Regions from separate parts of the Gasterosteus aculeatus genome. Here region 1 is linked to region 2. The links are chromatin contacts, called in public Hi-C maps. All regions are on one chromosome and are shown on one strand. Each heading gives the region's core, a stretch centred on a gene start, on an enhancer-like site or on the middle of the called end of the contact. The rest is flanking DNA. Distances are from core to core; before and after follow the strand shown.

What was found. Hi-C and Micro-C count contacts between places; a contact is called where the count stands out from the background.
Region 1: a contact with region 2 is called in a Hi-C map of liver, with 4 times the contacts expected there. The contact joins the enhancer-like site here to the promoter of zfhx4 in region 2. A contact is called at or near these places in 4 of 6 Hi-C or Micro-C datasets (liver, skeletal muscle and whole body).

What each region holds. Positions count from the first base shown.
Region 1 is chr21:12,551,857-12,555,343 of fGasAcu3.hap1.1, forward strand. LOC120811897 reads left to right here. Exons shown (of 18, transcript XM_078095805.1): 11 at 3,366-3,450. Among protein-coding and RNA genes, the nearest start is that of LOC120811897, 16 kb to the left of the region's middle. Within about 2 kb of position 1,820, at least 1 of the 9 cell types and tissues checked has open chromatin away from gene starts, as enhancers often do. A contact at or near this core is called in liver, where this site is marked.
Region 2 is chr21:12,394,832-12,398,428 of fGasAcu3.hap1.1, forward strand. It overlaps zfhx4 (zinc finger homeobox 4), which reads left to right and starts at 2,237. Exons shown (of 12, transcript XM_040166738.2): 1 at 2,237-2,460.

The DNA.
Region 1 (3,487 bases), core at 570-3,069, 160 kb after region 2:
TCTTATCATCTACAGTAAATGGATGGTTAATGCTTTTGGGAAATCAAGCAAGACAATACATATGATGATGGTGTAATCTTACATCTGAAATAAGATGTATCATAAGGTCGGCTGTAATGTGAAATAAATATAATGCCCTGTGACCACAAATGAAATAACAGCATAAACAAAAACACAATATCCATATTTCCACACTTCCTCAAAAACAGAAATGTGATATTACCACCCCTCTGTGCTGCTGATGTGCATCTGCCTAAAGATGACGAAATCATTATTGTCTGCCTTTGTGTTTGTGTGTCTGGGTTTGCGTGCGAGTGTGTGTGTGTGTGTGTGTGTGTGTGTGTGTGTGTGCTGCTATCCAATCTGGATCCCTGGTCGCACACATGCACATGCCTCTCTCCTCCAATTCACCTCTATTACTAGCTATAATCCCATTTCACACTCTATCGATCCCCAAAACTGTTGTTCACCGGAACCAGCAGCAAACACCGGCATTTCTCCCCATCATTTCACCACCATTGTTCTTTATTACACAAAGAAGACCCCCCCCCCTTTTTGTCTCACAGTAAACTCGGCCCGCTGAAATATGAATTATAAATGTATGGCTAATAAAGGAGAAGGGGGAAAGAGAGTGAGAGAGAGAGAGAGAGAGAGAGAGAGAGAGAAGTGGTTGGTAGAAACATCAGAGAAAATGACTCCTTTACAAGAGTCTATTGATCAGTTTCTATCAAAGGGGGATGTCAGACATGAGATTACCTGGCAGTTTGAGCATTAGGTGCCGTGTGTTATAGCCCCGGGCCCTTGTACCGCTGCCAGAGGATTGTAAATAAAGCGAAGGGGAGAGAGCAAGAGGGGAGTGTGTTGGGGTGCATGTGTGTGTTTTGGGTTCAAGATTCCCCCGGTGTGTGTTGCTCTTTGTCTTTTGTTAGTGCTCACTGTTGTGTGCATATGATTTTTCTCCTTCTTCTTCTTGTATTTGTGTGCATGACTGTGTGCGGCTGTGCACCTTTTGGCTTATACCCAAAAGCAGTGTTGCAAGCCCATGAAACTTCAGAAAGAGAGGGAGTGAGTCTTGGGAGGCTTTGGGACGTCTCTCGGGAGCACCTCAGCCCGCTACGAATCCCCCAACAAAGCCAAAGGAAGCCCCTATGAAGCCTTATGAAGCTTTTATGAGGGCCAGGAAGGGCCCGGCCCAGCCGCAACCACTGATTCAGGGTTAGCCGGGTTCTCGTCCCTCTCATGTTAAAGGTTAGCTACGAAAGCGGGGTAATCTGACTGCAGATCTGTGATTATGAACCCATGCTGTATGGCGGCTTTGAAGCGCTTCATGAAGGAGAGATTAGATTATGAACTAATGTCATACCTCACGTGGTGAAGCCGGTATAAAAGGGTCAAGAAAGTAAGAGACCCAAGATCTCGCGTCTCGTTTCCGGCCGCATGGTTCGGCTCTGCAGTATGTTGATAGTACCTCCTCGGTGTGGGCAGATCGGGCCCACCTGATCGCCATGGCAGCATTAAACCGTCTGCCGTCATCTTCAACGGCTCGGCTCACTCGGATCTTCGATAGAGGTGGTTTTGAAAAATAAAAATAAAATCTGAATATACAGAACATTTGTTCATGTATAACCAAGAAAAAGGGCGCTACGTAGAGCCGCGTCGTCCCATTGTGTGGAAATGCAGCATCTATTTTAAGCTATTAAGAAGAATTGATTGTTGAGAAATCCACACTCCTCTGCGGCTCCTCTTTTAATGTGGAAAACGTTGGCTGCATGTGGTCATCAAACTAAGCTAAATATACCACACAGCCCACCTGGTCCAAAGTAAACTCCTAGTGTGTGTCTGTTTGTTTACTGCTTTCTACCTCGGCGTGTTCTCGTGTTCCTATGCAGCTCGGTCTGTCCTTTTCTCGTAATTTTTGGGGTGTGTGTTCGGGTGCACGTCGGTGCAGCTAATTGCTCTCTCTGTGGCCTCCCCTGGTGGGACGCGTCACTGAGGTCACCTCAAAACTAAGGCCGACTCCAGTTTTCACATCTCTGCTTTATCGATTATTGAGATTCATAACAAACCTTCACCTTGAGATTTAGCCAAATAGCCACGGTAGAGGCACACGCAAATAAAAGAGCTTTTGCTTCGTTAAATATTTAGCATTCCAGTTGCGGCTTCAATTTTCCTGGGGCTTCAGTTTAAACAGTTTGGATACAGCAAAGCCATGAATGAATCATGGCTTTATTAAATGTAGATTTTCCTTTCTGCTTTTCCTTCATACCGGTATTGGTTTTAGCCCCCCCCCCCCCCCCCCCCCCTCTCTTCAGTCTGTCCCACCACTACCATCACAGTGTGGCCCTAAAAGCATCACAGCAACACACTGAGCATTTCTCTGTTTCTATTTCACACACTCACCCGCACATGCACACCAAAAAGTCAAGGTCCGTCCTGTAAATATTCAACACACACACAAACACACAGTCAGGAGCGCACCGCTACATATTCGGCGCACATACCTCCTCAATATTCACCAGCCTTGACCACCGATGGCTGACAGTTTATGTTATATTCAATGAATACTGAATGTAGTGAAAAGGTTTTTAAGAGCTGCAAAGAAACATTGACTCACAAAACAGGATACAGAACAAAAAGAAAAAGGGGGAGAGAGAGGGGGAGAGGGGGGTGCAAAGCCCAAATTTTAAATTCAAACTAAAAAGGCCCCGCGCGTAAGCAAGGAACCACTCAATGTGCTAAATTACTAAGTGTGGGACGGCGGGGTTTTTTAGTTGATGTCGACGGAGGGGACGGCTGGAAAGGGAACGTGATTGAAGGGATGCGGTCAGCGGCTCGAGTGGCGTGCTCAAGGTAAAGAGTGCCATCTATTGACAAAGTCGGGGAGAGCGCTGCTCTTCTTCTTTTTTCTTTTTGTGCGTCTGTCTCAACAGAAGGGCCGCCGCGTCGCCTCCGAGAGGCGTCCGGCGCTTCTCCCGCGGAAGGGTTTGCTTCTCGCTTTGAAAAGGCGGCTCGCGGCCTCCGATTTTTTTTCAGTCTGAAACTTGAAATTAAATCAATTTCTGTAAAACGTTCTTTAATCCTCGGCCTGTCGGAGAACGCACTCTGTGTATGAATATGAATTTACCATTTTTTTTTGTTTTTGTTATGTATTTCTTTCTTGAACTGAATTAGAAAACACATTGAACCAACAATGTGATATCTCAGTCAGAATGGACATATTTCCTCTCACGCGGCCTCTTAGCGAATCTTAACCCAACAGCGTTTGAAGTGAACAGTTGCTCTCTGTATCTCACACTTTTCCGCCCCTGTCTCCCCCCCCCCCCACTACCCACCCCCGCCCCCACCTCCCCCTCCCCCCTGCTCAGCGGAGGAGTTGGCAACCCGTGCAGAGGAGGCGAGGCGGATGCAGGGGCGGCTGAATGAGGGAAAGCTAGCGGAGGAGAAAATAAGGTACGAACGGAGAGCGGCAGAGAGGGACAGAAGCTTC
Region 2 (3,597 bases), core at 987-3,486:
TAATGTGTGATTTGAAAAATGCTGCATCTTCAATTTATGCAGTTTTGATGCAGCAGTTCTCAATATCGTGTTATGCAAATCACGGTTTAATTAATAATAGCGAGTCACTCAAGTGATTCTGATCAGGTCCAACAACGTCCTCTTATTTGATACGGAGCACACAGGTGCTTTTGTTCCCAACCAAGGCGGCTTTACAGGTCTGTGGGAGTATGTGGACCTGAGTGATAATCAATAGAATTTGGCGTGGAACGGGACTGGAGGCGGGTGGCCGTGTTTTGTGTTACGGGGCAACGCGAGGAGGCCGTTTCCGTCCATATGTGGAGGACGCTCACTTGACGCGTGTCTATTAAAGAGGGATCAACAATGAGAAATATCGGAGGACTAAAGGGCCAAGTGGGAGGAGGGCAGACTGAATGGAAACCGCAGTAGGGGTTCGCGTTGCAGTGTGAGGGGGGGGGGGGGCGCACATCATGGAGGGGGCGGGGGGGGTCGGCGTGTTCCCGACAGTGTGCGCGCTCTTGTCCCGAGTAGATTTCCCTCACGCGTAAACGCGGCCGAAACGCGGTGCGACGACGCCTGCCAAGTCACCCACCTCCTCCAGTCCCGTGGCTGTTGTTCTCCTCCTCCTCCTCCTCCTCCTCCTCCTCCTCCACCTTGTTTGCTCGCCACAACAGTTGGTCCTCTTCGGGAGCGATATCTCGGCCGCAGCTGCCCCGCCTGCGTCTGGGTAAAGTCTTTACAGTCAGGGGCGATCGATGGCTCTTATCAAATAAACAGAGTGGCACCGGCGGCCGCACGGACCCCCGAAACCTCCACCCCCACCCTCATGCTCCTGTCTCCTAATCTCACCCCCCCTCATCCCAACCCAACCCACCTCCTCCCTGCTCGAGAGCCCTAGCAGCTGTGGTCCCGTGTAAATTTTACATGATTGGCACCTCTTTATTTTACCCCCCCCCCCCCCTCCACCTGTCTCCATCCCCCTGTTCCCTGCCCCTCTCCATATCGTATCATGTTGCATATTAATGCGCAGTTTATGCAACATCTCATCCGACAGGGAGCACGCGCTCTTCTGGGGAATCTGCATATACCTGATTGCCTGAAAGTGCTTGATTGTTGCGATGTGATGCTGAAATGTGATATTTGGATATGTGGAGACAAAGTGTGTGGGGGGGAGAGGAGGGGGGGCGCTTCCCCTTGACCCTTGAAATGTAACGTATTCCCGTGCGGCCCCGTTTGATTGGGGCTATTTTCTGTCTAATTGTTGTCATCAGGAGTCGCGCTATCACTCCGCATCTGGAAGCACTTTGACGTCCAAGTCAGTGGTTCTCGAAAGTGCGGTTCAAGAATCGTCGAAAGGACCCCCCCCCCCCCCCCCCCCCATATAGAACTGTTTAATTTTTACCGTGATTTTATTAACATACAATTATTCCAATTAGAAAGCACGTGTCTGAATGGAGGTTTCAGATGTACGCGTCACACGTACAGCAGGTTTACAATGTGAGTCTAAATTGACCAAAAAAACAAAAACATGTTGGGGTCCCGGAGATAGAATCTAATTAAACGGGGACCCTTGGCTTAAGGTGTGTCCATTCGGGGGTCCTTGACATGAACATGCTGGAGAAGCCCTGATCTAAGTGACTGAGGCAAAGGGGTTGAATTGACAGTCTTTGTTTCTTTTTTCCCTTCTCTGCCCCCCCCCCCCCCCCCCACCTCTCTGTCTCTCTCTCTCAACCTCTCTCTATTTCTGCGTAACCCCCCCCCCCCCCCCCCCCTCTCCTTTAAAGGGAACGGAAGAGTGGGCTGATACTGGTCTCATGTTGCGTATAGATTTTCGTTTATATAATCGATCGAAATGTCCCAATACATTGATTTCGGGTTCAGTGTTTTACAAACAAGCGTTTATGGGTCTCGATTTTATGTTAGGGATGATTCCAGTGTGACACCGATGCGCAGAGAAGCTGGAGTTGTTGGTTTTTAAATACGTTATGAATATACATACAAATACATATATTCCTATATACATTATTTAATGTATTAAAAAATATATACAAAAACTGAATCGGGGTGGGGGAGAGCAAAGAAGAAGAAAAGCGGGGGTGAGGGGGGGGGGGACACAATATTGTGCTGTCTCTCTCCTTAATCAAATAAAGTGGTGTAAAAAACACACACACACAAAAGCATTTCCTTCCCTCTGAATTTCTCCTTGAATTATATGCCATCACTAGTGTGTGTGATTGCGGAATATTAAATTAAAGTGGGATAAGTCCGCACCGAGGCGGGCTGCGTCCAATCCGCAACTCATTTCCCCTGTTGTAGCACCGCATCACTGCGCTCCTCTCTTTTCAATGACAATGTGCCAAATCTGGGCATTTTGAAAACACTTTCCATATGCTATTATCGGATCGCTACTGAGCAAGAGAAAGACAGAAAAGAAGGAAAACGGAATGTTTTATACCAAAGGTACCGAGAATCTACGTTTTTATGTGTCATCTCTTTCAATGGCTTATTATACTTTATGCTTTTTGGGGGAGATTTAAAAGAGGTAAGAGGAGGAAAATTTGAAGTTTTTTTTATTTTTTACAACGATTGCATATTTATTGGAGCGCTGGTGTTTGGCTTTAGGGCTGGAAGTGAAAACGTCGAGAGAGTTTATGTTGAGCATATATGGGCAAAAACTTAATTTGGTTTCATTGTTTTTTTTACCATGTTTTCCTCGTTTTATTTGCTAAAGAGGGGGTCGTTTTTGCTCACATCTCTCTGGAGTGTTTGTCAGCAAACAAGTAGGTGGCTTTTATAAGACGTTGATTTCGTTGAAATCACAGAAAACAGTGATCTCTTTTGGATTTATTTGCAATTACTTGATTTTGCGAGTCTTCGCCTTAATTTAACGCAGGTGTCAACTTACAAGGGACATCACATTCCGACAATTATGTCTCTATTATTTATTTTATCGCGCTGAAAAATATAATTGTTGTTATTGACTTTTTGGAAATACATATTTCCAAGTCCATTCTTTTATGGTTAAATTATGCTGAAGTCTTTTGTCGGTGGCAGACGTCTAAAGAGTTGCGCGTAACTTCTTATTGGCCGTTTTTGTGGAATTTTGCGAAGCTTATTTTGGGCATGTGTTTGCTGTTACGAGAGTGGGCCAGTGGGTCACTGTGGCACGTCGCGGGTCAGAGCTGTGGGCTTTTGCGTGTTTTTTGTGTGTGTCCTGAGGAGGCAGAGGGGTCAGCCAATGCAGCCCCATGAGGGCGCCGACGCACAGGACAAACAAGCTCCGTAGGCACACGCCGAGACCACTGACCAGGTGACCGTCTCTGGCAAATACGACTAAGAGCAAAATCATTTACTAAATTATTACTATTTGTTTAAATTATAACAGAATCTAACGTCGAATTAATTCTGATTTTTCGGGTTAATTTCCGACAGTGGGCCTATATATCGATTGTTGCGCGATGGTTCCGTCCCATGTGTGCCAAGGTGAATTTCTCCCGACGATTCAAAGGTATTGATCGGCTCAAGTGGCATCAGATCTTTGTGGGCTCGATGCTACCTTTCATACGTCTGGGTGCATTATACAATAAAACAAAACGT